2 separate regions of the Sus scrofa genome follow, and region 1 is linked to region 2. The links are chromatin contacts, called in public targeted proximity ligation maps. All regions are on one chromosome and are shown on one strand. The core of a region is the stretch at or near the end of the contact, and the rest is flanking DNA. Distances in the headings are between cores, read along the strand shown. Region 1 overlaps LOC102164129 (a long non-coding RNA gene). Region 2 overlaps GALM (galactose mutarotase).

Region 1 (4,538 bases), core at 729-3,228, 81 kb after region 2:
CACTGCTGGGTGAATTTTTTCTTTCTTTTTTTTTTTTTTTTTTTTTTTTTGTCTTTTTTGCTATTTCTTGGGCCACTCCTGCGGCACATGGAGGTTCCCAGGCTAGGGGTCGAATCGGAGCTGTAGCCACGGGCCTACGCCAGAGGCACAGCAACTCGGGATCCGAGCCATGTCTGCAACCTACACCACAGCTCATGGCAATGCCGGATCTTTAACCCACTGAGCAAGGGCAGGGACTGAATCCGAAACCTCATGGTTCCTAGTCGGATTCGTTAACCACTGCGCCACGACGGGAACTCCTGGGTGAATTTTTTCTTAGAGGATCCATTTAGTGGGTCATCTTCATAGCATTCTAGCTTTATTTGAGGGTCTCTGTTCTGATCTCTCATCTTGTGAAGGACTCATGCTTCTCTCCTATTGCCCTCATACTCAAGAGGTTTATTAAAGCTCAAGTATTAGGTCACCAGGGGTTAGCAGATGTTCAGGGCAAACACTCACCACTTGCTTTTTTTGGTTGTTTCTGCTTCCCCCTGCCCCACCTCTGAACTTCCTTTCTTTTTATTTTTTTGTCTTTCCTAGGGCCGCACCTGTGGCATATGGAGGCTCCCAGGCTAGGGGTTCAATCAGAGCTACAGCCACTGGCCTACACCAGAGCCACAGCAACACCATATCTGAGCCACGTCTGCGACCTATACCACAGCTCACAGCAACACCGGATCCTTAACCCACTGAGCAAGGCCAGGGATCGAACCCTCTACCTCATGGTTCCTAGTCGGATTCGCCAACCACTGAGCCACAATGGGAACTCCTGAATTTCCTTTCTATCCTAGCCAGGTCAACTATGCATTTAAAAAACTGTTCTGTGGGAGTTCCCATCATGGCTCAGTGGTAACAAACCCTACTAAGATCCATGAGGATGTAGGTTCAATCCCTGGCCTTGCTCAGTGGGTTAAGGATCCGGTGTTGCTGTGAGCTGTGGTGTAGGTCGCAGATGTGGCTCAGATCTGGCGTTGCTGTGGCTGTGGCGTAGGCTGGCAACTGTAGCTCTGATTTGACCCCTAGCCTGGGAACTTCCATACGCTGCAAGTGCAGCCCTAAAAAGCAAAAAATGAAACAAAGCAAAACAAAAAAACTGTTCTGCGTTTTTTTAGAAAAGTAGTTTATCCAGTATTTTTAGATGTTCTTTACTGGGAGAGTTACACTGGACTCCATACTGCGAGGCTATCATATTGCTAAAAATTAAAGTTCTTGTTCGCCTTTTGAATATTTTCCTAAAATCTCAATGTTTTATGATGCCTTGTCTTTAAATTATGAAAAATTTTAGGTATACAAAAGTGTATAGAATATTATAATGAATCTCTATCCCACTTACTAAATAAAACATCACAAATACATTATCTGCTATGATTTTAACAACATGGAAATCCAGTAAGCATTCAGTTTCCTTCTTTTGGGTTAATATGGTAGTTAAGAACTCTAGCTCTGAGTCAGAAAGACCAGGGTTCTAACCTGGTCTCAAGCACTGGGGAATGTATCTTTTAGGAAGTCTGACCAGACCACAGCTGCCTCCTCTGAGAAGTCCCCCAGAAGTATGCCCTACACTCATGTTTGTACTATGCTACAGCCTGAATGGAATATTTGATTGGATCAGAGGAAGAGACAAGATCAAATGGATTCTCTCTTCTAATATTTAGAATAGTGACCACTTGGATTTAGAACAAGAAAACTTGCAAGCTGGGGAGCAACTATATTTTGCCATGCACATATGGAAAAGCAGAGAAAATGCCTAGACCACAGAAAAGACTGAAACAGAGGAGGAAGATATGCAGAGAATGAAGTAAGAAACCTTGTGGGAGGAAGATAGAAAGGAAGAGAGAGAGAAAGAGAGAGATGAACCAACCACAAAAGTAACCTCATGTAAATTCTGGGCATTCGCACTGCCTCTAACAGATTTCCATTTCCTGACTCGTGTCCATCCAGTGTCTGATGTTACTTCTTGACTCTCAAGTTCCTGGTAACACCCCTCTGATCTTAAGTTTCCTTTTTGTGTAGAAGGGGGAGTTTAATTTAGCTCAAATGGCTTTCTATTACTCACAATATAAGAAAACCTGATCCTAACAATCTTTACTAGCTGTGTAAGTTTAGGCAAGTTATTTAACCTTCTAGTCTCACTTTCTTCATTGGTAAATGGGATAATAAGAGTATCTACTTGCCAAGATTGCTGCAAGGATTATGTGAGTTAATATATGTAAAGAGTTTCACAAAGAGCTTGGTATGTGAGACTCTCAATATATCAGACACTACCTTTTTTTTTAAACGATTTTTTTTTCTGTCATAGCTGGTTTACAGTGTTCTGTCAGTTTTCTACTGTACAGCAAGGTGACCCAGTCACACATACATATATACATTTTTTTTCTCGCACTATCCTCCATCATGCTCCATCACAAGGGACTAGATATAGTTCCCAGTGCTATACAGCAGGATCTCATTGCTCATCCATTCCAAAGGCAGTAGTTTGCATCTGTTAACTCCATGTTCCCAGTCCATCCCACCTTCTCCCCCTCCCCCTTGGTAACCACAAGTCTGTTCTCCAAGTCCATGGGTTTCTTTTCTGTGGAAAGGTTCATTTGTGCTATATATTAGATTCCAGATATTAGTGACATCATATGGTATTTGTCTTTCTCTTTCTGACTTACTTCACTTAGTATGAGTCTCTAGTTCCATCCATGTTGCTGCAAATGGCTCTTTCCTCCAAATTCTTGTCTGTCCTTGTTATCTTTTGCCATTTCGTGAATAATCATTCTAACAGGTAGTTTTTACTCACTGTGGTTTTGATTTGGATTTCCCTGATGACTAGTATTGTTGAGCATCTTTTCATGTATCTGTTTGGTCATTTGCACATCTTTTTGAGAAGAATTTTGGAGAAATGTCTATTTATTTACTCTGCTCATTTATAACTATATTTTGCTATTGAGCTGTATCTGTTACTTATACATTTTGGATATTAACCTCTCATTATATAGGTGGTTTGCTAATATTTTCTCCCATTTCATAAGTTGCCTTTTCATTTTGTTGATTGTTTCTTTTGCTGTGCAGAAACTTTTGTTTGATGTAGTCCCAATCAGTTTATTTCTGCTTCTGCTGCTTCTGCTTTTGGTGTCATATCCAAAAAATCACTGCCAAGACCAGTGTTAAAGGGCTTTATCCTTATGTTTTCTTCTAGGAGTTTTATGGTTTCAGGACTTGTCTTGTAAGTCTTTAATCCATTTAAAATTTTTTTAATTAAATTTTTTTTCTTTTTATGGCCACATACGGCATATGGAAGTTACCAGGCTAGGGGTAGAAATGGAGCTGCAGCTGAGGCTACACCACAGCCACAGCAATGCCAGATATGAGCCATATCTGTGACCTGTGGAGCTTGCAGCAATGCTGGAACCTTAACTTACTGAGCAAAGCCAGGGATTGAACCCACATCCTCACGGAAACTATGTCAAATTCTTAACCCACTGAGCCACAATGAGAACTGCTACAGTTAGATTCTTAACCTATTGTGCCATGGCAGGATCTCCTTTAATCCATTTTTAGTTAGTTTTTGTGAGTGGTGGTAAGATAGGAAAGAAATAGAAAACTTCCCTCTTTTGCACATGATTATCTAGTTTTCCCAATACCCTTTATTGAAGAGACTATCCTTTCTCCATTGAGTATTCTTGGTTTCCTCGTCAATTATTGACCACATAAGCATTTTGGGAGGAGGGAGCTCCTGGTTCTGTTCCAGTGGTTTATGTGTCTACTTTTATGATGGTACCATACCCTTATTACTATAGCTTTATAATACAGCTTGAAATCAAGAAACTGTGATGCCTCCAGCTTTATTTTTCTTTGTATGATAGCTGTAGCCTTTGGGGGGGTCTTTTGTTGTTCCATACACATTTTAGATTAGTTGTTCTATTTCTGTGAAAAGTGTCATTGAACTTTTAATGGGTATTGCATTCAAACTATAGATAGACAACTTGGGGTAGTATGGACACTTTAACAATATTAATTTTTCTTATCCATGAACACAGGATACCTTTCCATTTAATTGTGTCTTTTCCATTTCTTTTCATCAGATTCTTTTCAGTGTACAGATCTTTCACCTCTTTGGTTAAATTTATTACTAAGTGATAATTTTAATTTTGATGATTTTGGAAATGAGACTACTTTTTTTTTTTTTTTTTTTTTTTTGCTGTACCCAAGGCACATGGAGGTTCCCAGGCTAGGGGTCTAATTGGAGCTTTAGCCACTGGCCTACACCACAGCCATGGCAATACAGGATCAGAGCCGCATCTGCAATCTACACCACAGCTCATGGCAACTCCAAATACTTAATCCACTGAGCGAGGTCAAGGATCAAACCTGCGTCCTCCTGGTTACTAGTCAGATTCATTTCCGCTGAGCCACAACAGGAACTCCTGAGACTATTTTCTTTATTTCTTTTTCAGGATTTTGTTGTTGGTGTACAGAATGCAACTGATTTTTGTATAATTGTGTAACTTGAG
Region 2 (4,055 bases), core at 1,371-3,870:
CCCTTCACTGTTGGGCCCACAGGAGGCATTTTCACGCAGAGAATCTTTCCATCATAGGCTCCCAACAAGATGGTATCCAGGCATTTGCTGCCACTGTCTGCAGCCTCCTAGCCTTCCCACTAGACCTGCTCTCCTGAGTGCCACCATGGTGCCTGGTCCCTGAGGCGTCCATCAAGGCCCTCACATCCTTTATTACCTGCTCCTTTATTACATCCTTTATCACATCCACTGCCTATGACCTGAGCCACTTGGTTAGTAACACCCTTACTGACCTGCCTTGAAGCCTGTCCTCTCCTCCCCTCCTTCCAGACAAAATCCAACTTGAGATCATCCCACAAACCACTTTCTCTGCTCTTGACTCCATGATGCTGAGAGAAACTGGAGAAAACCCTCCAAAAGCACCAAGTGAGACCACCACAAATTCACAGTCTCAGTCCTCACCTAGATTCTTGGCACCACCTGACAAACATTTCACTTGTCCTCAACCAGCTCCTCCCCCACTAAAGAAACCTTTTCCTTGACCCTGCATCTCCACCCGATGGAGGCACCCTCTTCTTCCTTTCAGAGCTTTTAGAAAGCAGATTCAACACCAGTGGCTTCTTAAGCTCACTTAGGTAGCTTTTATAAGTTCAGATTCCCTTGCTCCACATTGCAGTAAATGAATGGGAATCTCTAGAGTGGGCCCAGGACTCCATATTCAGTAGTTCCCTGGGAGTTTCTGCTGAGGCAAAGTGGGTTAAGAATACAGTGTTGCTGCAGCGGTGGCAGAGCTGCAGCTGTAGCTAGGATTCAGTCCTTGGCCCCAGAACTTCCATATGTCATGGGTGCAGGTGCATCCAGGAAAAAAAAAAAAAAGTTGCCTTAGCTGGGAACCACTCATTGGCTTATTGTCCCTGATCCTCTTGCCTCACTTCCAGTTTACTCCCCCAACTGCCACAGTCTGGATTCTACCGTCACACTCTAAAATGGGCCCGCAATGACAGCCACTACAACCACTACAGGCATGCTTCCCAGGTTGCCTGGGCTGGACCTATCTGGAATGCTGACACAGCCGGTCACTCCAAGACTTTCAGACACTTTCTCTCCTTGTTTGCTTTCTTCCTCTGCCCATCTGACTTGACACCTGTATGTATGTATGTATGTATGTATGTATGTATGTATGTATGTCTTTTTAGGGCTGAACCCACGGCATATGGAAGGTCCCAGGCTAGGGGTCGAATTGGAGCTACAGCTGCCGGCCTACACCACAGCCACAGCTATGCCAGATCAGAACCTTGTCTGCAACATACAGTGCAGCTCAAGGAAACAACAACCCACTGAGCATGGCCAGGGATTGAACCCAGATCCTTGTGGATACTAGTTGGTATTTTTACCGCTGAGCCACAAGGGGAACTTGACTTGACATCTTTATTGTGAACCTCTCTTGCACCTTAAATATTGGTGGGGGGTTTCCTCAGATTCCCCTGGGTTCAGCCCTCAGACCACTGTTCTTCTCAATCTGCAGTTCCTCTCTGGGAAATCCACATGGCTTAATCTACAATATACTCTCACTCTTATTTTTCCTCAAACATTGTACCCATCTGTCTGACTGCTTACTGGACATCCTCACCTGGATGCCCCACAGGCACCTTAATCTCAAATATCTCTGAGACCAAATCCATAGTTCCTCCATCCACTCCCATCCCTCATCCCACCTCCTCCTCCTCTATTCCTGCTACTTACTATCTCCATTCCTACTGCCCAGAAGCTGTCCTGGAAACCTAGGCGTCATCACACAGCCTTCCTGCTTCCTCATTTTCTATATTCAATTCAGGCCTCCTGGTTTTTACCTCTTAATATTATAAGACTATATTTCTTCCATCTGAAATCTTATTTAGATCCTCCTCATCTCTTGCTCGGGTTATTAAAATAGACTCTTCATCCATCTCTGGCTCCAGTCAAACCCCACCCACAACAGTTGCTGGGTTAGTATTTGTAAAATGCCAGTCTCGCTAGGTCAATTCCCTGGCTTAAAATGCTTCGAAGTCTCCCATGATTTAAAGATAAAATCCTAGCTCCTCCTTAGGATGGCACAGAACGCCCATGATGACTGTACTCAACTACAAAGCCGGGACAAGGGTGAGGCAAGCAAGGAGCTAGGGTGCAAAATTTAAGGATACAGTCACTCTCAGAGGCTGACTCTGTACCTGCAGGACCCTGAAAGTGAGTGCTGCCTTAAGTTTTGCACCCCAGTGCTGCACCTCCCTTGTCTCACCCTAGCCTCCACTCTGCCCAACTGTCTCTGTGGCTTTTGGCTTAATAGCCTACTCCACTCCCACATTCTGTGCTTAGTACTCTTACTCTCCTTGTGGCTAGATCCTCACAGATACTAAGAAGCTTCCTGAAGCTCAGGGTGCTTTCAAGAAAGCCTCTTCAAATCCTTGCCTTTATGCTCCCCTTAGGCCCAAGGGCAATAATTCTAGCACTGCCCTGACTACACTAGATTCTCCACTCCCTGTAAGCTTTTCAAGGCCACAGACAGTGTTTGATCATCTTTCTATGGCCAGTGCCTTAGGCAGCACCTAGCAATCAGTGGATGTTCCACAAATGCTAGCTGAACTGAAAGCAAGTCTGGTCTGAGACTTGAGTCAGCCTCAGGCCCATGGTGCAAAGCCCACAGTCATCTCTCATCCCCTTAAGAATGGGGCGACCTCTAAGGATTGCTATGCACCAGGTTTGAACCAGAGCCAGGCATCTGTCCAGACCTGGGGTGTGGGAAGGGTGGGTGTTAAACTACCAGCTCTCCAAGGGTGGTAGTGAGAGTTCTAGAAAATAACTCCCCTTCTGACAAACTTACTTGATGTTAGTCTGGAATTTTCATAGGAATTATACAACACCTAGCCAAGTGCTAATTTCTGAGCTTTCTTCCTGCCAAATTCCCACCATGCTGGCTCACGCTTGCCAATCTTGTAGCAGTGATATTTTCTAGCAGGGAACATGAGTGGCTTTGGATGTTATTCTGAAGCCTCATAAAGCCATTCTTGGGGCCATTTTGTAGAGAGGGATTCAATAATGCATCCCCTTGGAGGGGTTCATTGCTACCAGGAGAGTTCCTTGGAGTTTCTGTATTGAACTTCCTTGAACATCATCTGGGAGAGTCTGTCATACAAGAAACAGCTCCAGGGTAAATAATAATCCATAAGATTCAATTATCACCAGTTTTTACTTTTTTTAGTGTTACTCAAATAGAACACCATGCTCTGGCTTCCCACTTATAGAGCGGCCGGCATGCCTGCCTGCTCCCACACTCCACAGACTGATGTCCAGGCCTGCAGTCCTGACTGAACAAGGGCTGGTGAGTATTACAAGACAATTTCATTGATCTGATCAAGCAGAAAGAAAAGCTGGTTTTCTGACCCAGAGTCTTGGCTGCTATAGCTCCTCCGGGTAGGACCTTGGAGAAGTTACTCTTCTTAGTTTGCCATTTTCCTTCTCTAGCTAGACTTCTAGCTCCCTTCAGGGAATTTAATGGTGATAAATTAGGAAAAAAAATTTTTAAACTACCCTGAAGATTACAAAGAAGAAAATATACCACTGCTAGTCTCAAAAATGATGACTATCCTTATATACAATAATATATAATAAGGCAACCATAAACTATTGTTACCTCAAGAGAGGAAAAAAGACTGGAAAACCCCTCTGTAGACCAAGATGATGCAACCAACTCACACAAGGTTTTACACAGAATTTCAGGAGTTTATGAATCCCTTTAAGTTCTTTCATCATCTTCCCAGATATACAAGTATGAACCCTGCCCTGGCTAAGAATATCTGGCTTATGGAGTTTCCTCATGGCTCAGTGGGTTAAGGATCCAGCACTATCATTGCTGTGGCTCTGGTTACAGCTGTGGAGCTGTGGCGGGGTTTGATTCCTGGCCCAGAAACTTTCGCATGCCATGGGTGTGGCCAAGAAAAATTATCTGGGTTAGAGGTTCCATGTGGTCTTTGAATCATTATTAGAAACTGACAGGAACTTGGAGTTCAACTAACGTAACTAATCTAATGAGATTTTAGAGT

Evidence for each region.
Region 1: a contact with region 2 is called in a targeted proximity ligation map of alveolar macrophages. A contact is called at or near these places in 2 of 47 Hi-C or Micro-C datasets (embryonic fibroblasts and skeletal muscle) and 1 of 2 datasets of targeted methods (alveolar macrophages).

Annotation. Positions count from the first base shown.
Region 1 is chr3:101,724,188-101,728,725 of Sscrofa11.1, forward strand. The region is part of intron 4 of LOC102164129 (a long non-coding RNA gene); the gene reads right to left. Among named protein-coding and RNA genes, the nearest start is that of HNRNPLL, 27 kb to the right of the region's middle.
Region 2 is chr3:101,642,826-101,646,880 of Sscrofa11.1, forward strand. The region is part of intron 4 of GALM (galactose mutarotase); the gene reads right to left. Among named protein-coding and RNA genes, the nearest start is that of GALM, 38 kb to the right of the region's middle.